Regions from separate parts of the Rattus norvegicus genome. Here region 2 is linked to region 1. A link is a contact called in public Hi-C data. All regions are on one chromosome and are shown on one strand. Each heading gives the region's core, a stretch centred on a gene start, on an enhancer-like site or on the middle of the called end of the contact. The rest is flanking DNA. Distances are from core to core; before and after follow the strand shown. Region 1 has its middle 40 kb from the start of Hrh1. Region 2 holds the start of Hrh1 (histamine receptor H 1).

Region 1 (4,547 bases), core at 693-3,192:
CTATTGGAAAAAGTGACCCCTGTGACAGGGAGTTCAGGGAAGCCTTGGACTGGCTCCTTGACCAGAGTAAGAGGCTTTATCATGGCTGTAGGGTGCTCCTCACATAGAAGCAAAGTTGATGGACAGAAGGCATCAAGTATGAAGTCAGAGGTAAACTTGCCAGGACCTTGAGAAAAAAAATAGTGTGATATACTGGGAGCAGGCAGCTACTTGGAGCTCCTGGTCCCCAAATGCCTGTCAGCATTCTCTCCGTGGTGCCCCTCCCCCACCCTTTCAGAAGTCGCCACAATGAGGGGTCCGTTTCTCTTCATGGAAGAGCAACAGCAGAGCCTTTGCTCATTAGCATAATGACTGTTAAAAATAAACGAGTTTCCAGAGGTGAAATCCGTAGCTTGTTAGGCAGCTTAATGGATGCGGGAAGTAAGCTCTTGAGATGAGTGCAATTCAGTGCATGTAGCTTGGCTACAGCATTTTAGAGGCCCTCTCTCCTGGCACGAACACAGTGTAAGGAACCAGTCAGCCCCAGGGAGGCACTTCTCCACGTCCCTAATAGACTGTGTCCCGCCATCAGCTAAGGATGACTTGGGGTGGCCTGTAGCAGTCATAGACTAGGACCAGAATGTTCTGTCTTGCGCCTAACCACACTGGAGTCTGCTTTTCTATACTAGCTACTTAATCAATGTCTGCATGGGGGCAGAACTTGACTGCCCAATAACGTGATGGCAAGATTGTCTTCATTCCTATCAGATTGCTGTGACAAAAGCATGTGGCAGAAACACATCAAGACAGGGGACATTTATTTTGGTCATGGTTTGAGAGCTCTTCAGTCCATGAGGGTGAGGGACGTGTAGAGCTGCAGCTCAGGTCATGGCACTGGGCATGTGCAGCAGAGGCTGCCCAGGTCATGGCAAGTGAGGAAGTAGAGCCAAGTCAGACTCCAGGGGCTGTCTTCAAAGGCCCACCCCAGTGATCTGCTTCTGCCACTAAGGTCTTATCTCCTGAAAATTCAGTAGCCACTAGATGAGGTGCTCCAGCCTGAACCTGTTGTGCACTGGGGCATGGAGTGGTGCTGCCTCACTCAATTAACCTAATCTGGACAACCCTTCGTAGACAGGCCGAGAGGTTTGTCTCTGTAGGGACTCTAAAGTCTGTTAAGATAGCAACCAAAATTAGCCATAAAGCATTGAATGCGGCCTATTGGGTGGTGGCAGTGGTGCTGTGCGTGTGTGTGTGTGTGTGTGTGTGTGTGTGTGTGTGTGTGTGTGTGTGATATGATTTGTTTTGAAAGAGGATCTCATTGTATAGCCTATAGCCTTCGGTGACCTGGAACCGGCTATGTAGGCCAGGCTGCCCTTGAGTAGTTGGTCTTCCAGAGATCCTCCTGCCTCTGCTTCCTGCAGAGGAATTAAATGTGTGTGCCACCGTGCTGGGCACTTTTTGTCCCAGCTCCTCCCAAACAGACTAAGACAGCACTTACCACTTTGGATGTCATTATTCATATTGCTCTCCCAACTAGACTAGAGACCCCCAAGGCTGAGATGAGTCTGTCTATTTTATACTACGCACAGAGCACGTAGTAGGTGCTCAGCAGACATTTGTGGAATGGATGACCAGTGGTCATCTTGTTCCAGCTCTGATCACCATGCACAAGCCAAGTGCCCTTTGAGGAAGGGACCACTTTTAACGTGGTTCCCAAATGGGAGCCTGAGGGTCAGAGAGATGATGTTGCTCACAGAAGAGTATGGGTTTCAAAGTTGCCCAGCCTGAGGCACCAAAGGCTATATCCTTGAACAGGCTAGGTTGTCACCACCAGACAAGAGCAGAAGAGCCTGGAATCTGGGCTGAGGGAGAGCAATAGAACAAGCAGCAAACACTGGTTCTCTCTGGCCAAGAGTCTCCAGGCACCCCTGAGCCAAAGCCTTGCTTCTGTGGACGCTTCCAAGCCAGGAAGCTGCAGACTTCAAGAGCTGGTCCTGGGCCAAAGAGATTTGGCTGCGGCTTTAGCCTACAGAGTCCTATCATACTCACAGGAGCCTGCGGTGCTGCCATAATTATCCACATTCTGTAAAGAAGGAAGACACTCCACAGAGAGGAAGTGACTTGTCCATGGTCACATGACTTGTGCATGACTCAGAATTCCATGGTTGGTCTGAATCCACATTCTTTTCAATTACTATGTCCCCTTCTAGAAAGAGAACACTTTTCAAGATTAAAAAAGAAAAAGAGCCTGCTGTGGTCTAACTAAAATCCAATTATGTTTCTCTAACTGATTAAGGTCCAATTCCATTGCAGTGACAGGCAGACAGGGAAGTTAAAGAACATGGAGTCCCATTCCCCAGAGAATGCCATATCCTACCACATAGGTCTGGTCATCTGCCAGTCATTGTGATTTTTCCTGTCGTATTTGTGTTATGGAAACATCCTCTGGTATGGTTAAGCCCTCCCTTGACACGTTGAGAAATTGAGGACTGCAGCTTAAGCAATTTCCTAACTTAGCAACACCTAGGAAATACTAGAGACGATCCAAACCCCACTTGAGTCCAGAACCCATTCCTTGAGCCAGTGCACTTGACTGAACTCTGTTGAACACTTTGCACCCACTGTGCCATTTAACGCTCTGACACTTGGGACTCTTTCTTATAACTGAAACAGATGACACTTGCGAACAGCCTCTGCCAACCAGAGACCCCCTAGATGCAGCTTAACCTCCTTGAAGCTACCTGTCCTGCCCAGGGGCTTCAATAACTAACTCACCAGGTCCATGGGGTTGCATAGTCTGAAAACGTCTCAGACACTGTTAAGCAGTAGGGGAAAGGGATGGTTACCATTCCCCCGTGCTTGGCTCATGAGATCTTCCCAACCCTCCCAACCCTCCCAACCCTCCCAACAGGAATGACCCTCCTTATGTGAAGAAGAAGAAACAGAGGCTCAAAGAGAAACTTTAACAAACACATGACCACACTATATATCTCTAGGAACAGGGGTTCCTACCCCAGCCCACCCAGAACATCAACCTACTCTTGAGACCCCCAAATTTGAAGTCCTCTTTCTCGAAGCCACCCGAGAGCCTGGAAGGTCAAATGCTGTTGCTCTTTGTGGTGATTTAAGTGAGAAATGTCACCCATAGGCTCCTGTATTTGAATACTTGGCCCACACATGGTACTGCTGTTTTGGGGGCTGTTATAGAACCCTGGAAGGTACAGCCTTGCTGAGGGAAATACATCATTGGGGTGACCTTTGGGAGCTCATAGCCTCACCCAACTCTCTGCTACTTGCTTGCAGTTGAGATGTGATCTCTTAGGTTTTTTTGCTCCAGTCACATGCTGTCATGCCTCCCCTCTGCCATTATGGATCCCCTCTCTGGAGCTGTAAGAACAAGTAAGATTTTCTATAAGTTGCCTTGGTCATAATATTTTATCACTGAAACAGAAAATAGTCTTACCTAGGACTCCAGGATGAGATCCAGACCCAGGTGTGACTATCAAGGCCCCATTCTTAGTCTATTAAGAAAGGCAAGCATAGGGAATAGCTCAGCAACCTGGGACTCCGCTCAGTTGGGCTACACACATCCTTCTTATAGTGCACATGGAAACCTAGACCTTCGTGTATATACTGTACACACACCTCTCTTTTTAACAATGTACCTGGTAACCTAGGCCTCCTTCCAGCACTGAGCTACACACACAGCCCTCTCTAAACAATGGAATCAGTTTCTCTTCCATTTCTAGTCAAACACATTACCAGTATAGACCAGTATGTAGGATGGTCAATCTGTCATGAACAAATTTGGGGATAAACTGTGTCTTATAGGTGAACTTTTAGGGAGAACATTCTATTTGCCCTTATACCTTTGCATAATTATCTGTATGATTAAAATCGGATGCATAGTGGGAAGGGACATGCTCAGTGGGTAGAAGCTTACGTAATGCAGATCTGCCAATTAAAATAGAGGACTTCTTTACTATGCCCCTTAGCAGTCAAATTCCTCCTTCTCTTGAACCTCTCCAAAGAAAACCCTGTACAATAACCAGTGACCTTGAGCAGTCTCATTCTAGTGGTCCCTGTCACTATTGGCAGCTAATTTCCTTCTGATCTGTATTATTGCTTTATATTAAATAAAACCATCTTGCTACCTGTGTGATCTGTGCAAATCTTCATTTCAATTCATTAAAGAAAAGTTCAAGAGCCTGGAAACATTGGCCTAGACCCTGACTAACAGTCACACTGAGGCCTAAACTTCACAAGCCTAGCCCTCGCCTGCCCTCTCTCCTGAGATGAGGGAGCAGATGAACAGAACCAGGAGCCAGAGACTTGAAAAGCACACAACCCTTGCCAAGGAAGATGCCAGAATTTATAGGGAAAACATGGCTTCCCATTTATCACAGGCTAGATTCCCATTCCTTGCCTTTGCTTTACTAGACATACCTCATCTCCCCAAGGAACTCTTTCTGAATACAAATTCATCCCAAGAGGATATATCGAGTATTTATTTTGTGCCTAAAAATAAGCCCCTAGCATCATGGCGGGACAATAAATACTGTCTATGC
Region 2 (4,718 bases), core at 1,271-3,770, 40 kb after region 1:
GTTGGTCATCCCTCCTGCTTTCCCCGTGGAAGACGTAGCTCGTCAGTGCACCGGCTTCGACCGGTGCAGCTTGGGGAAGCTCATAGTGATGTTTTAGAGCTTCTGGAATGGGCTGTGCCAAATCTAGACTCATCTGCTGAGCTTTGAGGTTCAAGAACCCTTTCTGGTCGAACCTCCTATTACTGGTTTCTGTTGCTTGCACCAAAAAGTAATGGTGACTCAAATTCTAGATATGACCGGGGCACTGTGTTCATTTTACCTTCACTTAAGGAGACTGAGGCTCTAAGATACAAAGCAAAGACAGAGGTGGCCAGTGACCCAGCAGGGATGCTTTAAGGGGCTCTCTCTCCTTGCCTCTAACCCCTGCTCTGAGTTCACAGTTCCCTTCTCTCACTCTTCCACAAAGTGTAGAGGCCAGAACTGTCTCCCAGCTTCTAGAGCTGGTTTAGGACTTCCTCTCGGGTCTTGGAATGACTTAATAGCTGACTGCTCTAAAAACAACAACAACATCTCACTGGGTGATCTAGGTTGCCTTAAACTCAAAACCCTCCCTGACTCTACCTCCTAAGTGCCTGATTACGTCACACTCAGCTTTCTCATTTGCAAACCAGATGAAGACAGAGCCTCCTCCTGGAGCTTCTCTGAGAAGCAGGCACATTAACTCCTCTCAGGAAAGCGCCTCCACAGGATGGAAGAACTGGAGAACTAGCCTTGTTTTTCCGCTTGCTACCTACCTACCTCTTGGTAGTTGGCTGACTTTAGATAGACATGGCCCAGGTTACACTATGCTCTGTCAGTCACAAATGTCACCGCAGAAATTACAACAAAACAAAACTAAATGAAACAAATAACACCCCCCCCCAAAATAAACAACAGAGGCTTCAAATGATTTCTGACACATTGTTTCCAAAATGCTGATTTTTCTAAAAGTCCCATGGGTAGAACCAGACCTAAGTAGGCCTAAGGAAGTGAAACCTTCTCGAGCAGAATTCCAAGTTATCAGGCTTTTGCTGACTTTCAGGAAGCAGAGAGATGAAAGGGAGCCCACCATTTCCGAGGCTCTCTGCCACACGCCTCAACTCCTGTGTGCTCCACAGCTGTGAGGAGGAAATATCTTGCCTTACAGTTTATAACAGGTGTGATCCTAGTCGCTCACACAGTTCCAGATGGTGCATTAGTCCCACAAAGTGTAAATATGGAAGCCTTAGAGTAGCAACTGGAAGTAAAGCATGCTGTAGATTCCTGAGCTCCTGGGTCTCCTGAGGTACAGGTCAGAAAGGGTCAGGGTCAGGCCAGGTTGGTACCCAGGGCGGCCAGCTATCCTGAATTCAGCCACCTGTTGCCTGGGTTCCTAATGGCATTTCAAATGACCCTGGAGTCCTACCTTGCAGACTGGCACAGACAGGCTCAAGGTCAAGGGCTACAGTGGGGTCTCTTACCAAGTAAGCCCTTTATGTAAATGACATCATGAACTTGTCCTCAGCTCCACCAAGTTGAAAACTTTGGCCCTTGGACTTGGGCTAGATAGGATAGAAGTTCAGTTCTCTCTGTGACACTGTAGACGTTAACAGGCCTCACTTCTCTCATCTGTAAATAGGAATGATGATTGCTCCTTTTTACTCATGTCGTTTGAGTTTTAAATAAGGGCCCTGAGGACTGAAAGAGGACTAAAGCATTCATACGAGTCTGTTGAAATGAGCCCCATGGGGTGGGGGCCTGCATTCCCAAGACTCCACACCACTGCAGGAGGATGAGCTCCTTCTAGGGGGTGGTGCAGGGTGTCATAGCAAGGAAGGGACACCCCCCTCCCTCAGTGGCCTTCCCTTCCCTGAGTGTTGCCTGCCATCTGAAGCCACAATTGAACGTTAAAAGGGTTTTCCGGGTAGCAAAGATGAAAGGAGAAACGCCCTCTCCTAGCTCAGAAAACGAAAACAGTTCCTTAAGTTTCTCCAACACACACACACACACACACACACACACACACACACACACACACACACACGCCTTCCCCTCTTAGACAGCACAGGTTCCGAAGTGAAATGGTACGGTGAAAGTTGAACTAGGAGAGCTTAGTGCAAGACCCTGAGTTCCAGCTCAGCCTTGCTAGATGAGGACAGGAGAGAAGGAGGCGAGGAGGGCGGAAGGCGAGAGCGCATTCATTCTTCAGGGTCTAGAGAATGTGGCTATGCGGTTCTAAACCTCCGGAGTCTTGGTGATCAGGTCAATCAGTGTCACTTATTTTTTCTGTCCACCTGTGGTTGAATTTGCGAAGTCCTCTGTCGGTTCCTCCTTATCTGAGGCTCTGCGTGCCTTCGGGTGAGAATGCAGTGGCAGTGGCGGAGGGCTGTCGTCTGGCTTCCTACCCGTCCTTGGCCTCTTGCCAAGCTCAGGGCTCCGCCACGGATGCGGGGCGCGGCGGTGGAAGCTGGGCGGGGGAAGGTGCCCTGGGGATGCTGGTAGGCGGGCCCCTCAGCGGCTCCTCCCCCGTGCCCGCCTTCGCGTGCTCCGGCCACCCCCGCGGCCGCCGCCACCGCATCGAGCAGACTGGCCGCCGCCACCAAACTTTCCCCGGAGCTGGCTCGGGTGAGTCGGAGCGCAGCGCGGGCAGGGGGCGGGAACCCGGTGGCGGGCGGCTGGCGAGGATGCGCTCAGGCCCAGCTCTGAGGTCCTCGCCCCCGCAGGGCTGTAGGGACACTCCGCAGGTGGCCGCACGAGGTGGGCGCGCAGGATGCTCTGGCAAAGCCGGCGGCCTGGGCAGGGTAGCGGAGCTGTGGGTGCTGTGCCTGGACGCGCAAACACCTGTGGCTTCCGGGAGCTGGGGCCGGGCGCACCCGTTAGAGTCGGCCTCCTGACTTCTGGGTCAGGGGGCCACCTCAGCGGCTCCCGGAGCTTCCTCGGGGTTTTTGGCTTTGATGCTAACCGTGGACAGAGACCCTGGGTGGAGGTCCTATCTCCTTGCCAAGCTCCGGACATCCGACATCCACTATCTTTCAAATCCTTCTGAACCTCCAGGACCCAGGTATTACTAGTATACCCACTTTTCAGAGGAGGAAACTGAGGCTTGGGAAGGGAAAGTTGTCCCTTAGAGAAGAGCCTTGAACCTGAATTGGATGACTCCAAGCTTCTTAGCTAGGTGGAACCCAAACCAGGTCTCTGGGTATGAGAAGCGTCTGAACCAGTGCTCCCTCTTTTCCTAGCTGGCTGTAACATTTTTCCCCCTGAACCAAAAGGCTGTAGCCAGGGTGTGTTCTGATGATGGAGATCCTTGAAGGCTACCTTTTCCGGGAGAGCGCTAGGGGATACCAAAATTCTGGAATTTACGCTGGGTTGCTCTGAAAGTTAGAATCTTGAACCAGAGCACAACTGTTCTTTACCGAAGCCACCTTTGAGGTGCTCGCTAGCTTGGGAGATGGAGATACAGGGTTGCTCCAGTCAGGGAAGCTGTCCTCCAACAGGGGGCTCCCACCTCCGGACGGAATGGAGCTGAGGGAACTGGAAGTATCCCTCCAGAAGATCCCCGGGCTGAGCGCTTGGAGAATGGATTCCTTATTGGGGGGTGGGGGGAGAGGGAGGGCGGGACCATGAACCCGGGTGAAGTATGTTACTGGAACATGAAGGAGAGAGTAGGCAGAGCTATGACAGGTCGAGTTTGAATGCTGCCCTCTTGGATGCCTGGAGGCCACCAGCAGCCCTTGAAGACAGAGAAAGAGCCCACCCGAGATGGTTTTGGATGGACATAGTTTATACAGCAGCCACGCAAGGCACCACTATTGAGCAATAGGTGGGCACTCACAGAGGTTAAATAGATTGCTTAGAGTTGGCCAGCTGGTCCATGGTGGAGTGGATTGAGTACCAATCTTGCCTGTATCTTAGACTACCAGTGAAGCTCAAGTGGCAGATGGAACCTCGGGTCCTTCTGTGCTGTGGCTGACAGCGGTGGAGATAAACAATAGAGGGGTGCTAGGCAACAGGGTCCACAGCACCCCTGCTTCTGCCTCTAATAGGTCTCTTTGGGTGGGTGGCTGCTAGTGAGTGTCTTCTCTGCAGGAATCCCTGCTCCACCCATGTTGGTACCCTGCTGTGTCTCTGGGCTTGCTGGACCTTCCATCCAGGGCCACCTATCTGTCCCCAAAACATTGCTCCAGGGGAGGGCAGGGTTTGACTGATGCTGTTTTGAAATACGTCAAAAGATCTGCAAAACTAGGAGGTAGCTGGGTATTACCCATCTACAATTTCAGAACCGTGCTGCCTGCCAGTGTCCTAGCACCCCCTCCCCCAGCACTGGGCAGTTCCAGGCCCCAGCCGTGAGCTGAGGATTGTGGGGAGGCATTCCCATGTGAACTTCTCTCCTGCCCACACTCCTCTCTACAGTCAAGGAGCACCTGGCAGAAGCACAATAGTTTTTCCTCAGTACCAAGGCATGGCAGAGAGGTTGAGGGTTCATTTCTGGGTCCACTCACCATGCTGTTTCTTATGTGCCATAACAAGTTTCTACACTTATTTCTGTGTCCCCATGTTTTGATTGGAGATGTTCATGGTTCCTTCGTCCTGGGGGTTGGCGAGAGAATTCACTGTGTTCACGTTGATACGGCACTGCAAAGGTATCCTGTAGTACACCGAAGTCCCATTGTTAGGGCAGCAGTTATCCCTGTGACACTGGCAGACCCAGCTAGGCAAGCCTGTGAGCTCTTGCTGCTTTGGTTTCGTTTTGTGATGCT

Evidence for each region. A called contact is a pair of places that touch in the nucleus more often than the background predicts.
Region 2: a contact with region 1 is called in a Hi-C map of frontal cortex, with 2.5 times the contacts expected there. The contact joins the promoter of Hrh1 here to the enhancer-like site in region 1. A contact is called at or near these places in 1 of 12 Hi-C or Micro-C datasets (frontal cortex) and 1 of 1 datasets of contacts at active chromatin or transcription factors (oligodendrocytes).

What each region holds. Positions count from the first base shown.
Region 1 is chr4:149,078,724-149,083,270 of GRCr8, forward strand. No RefSeq gene overlaps it. Among named protein-coding and RNA genes, the nearest start is that of Hrh1, 40 kb to the right of the region's middle. Within about 2 kb of position 1,943, at least 7 of the 93 cell types and tissues checked have an H3K27ac peak or open chromatin away from gene starts, as enhancers often do.
Region 2 is chr4:149,117,991-149,122,708 of GRCr8, forward strand. Hrh1 (histamine receptor H 1) reads left to right here and starts at 2,521. Exons shown (of 2, transcript NM_017018.2): 1 at 2,521-2,583.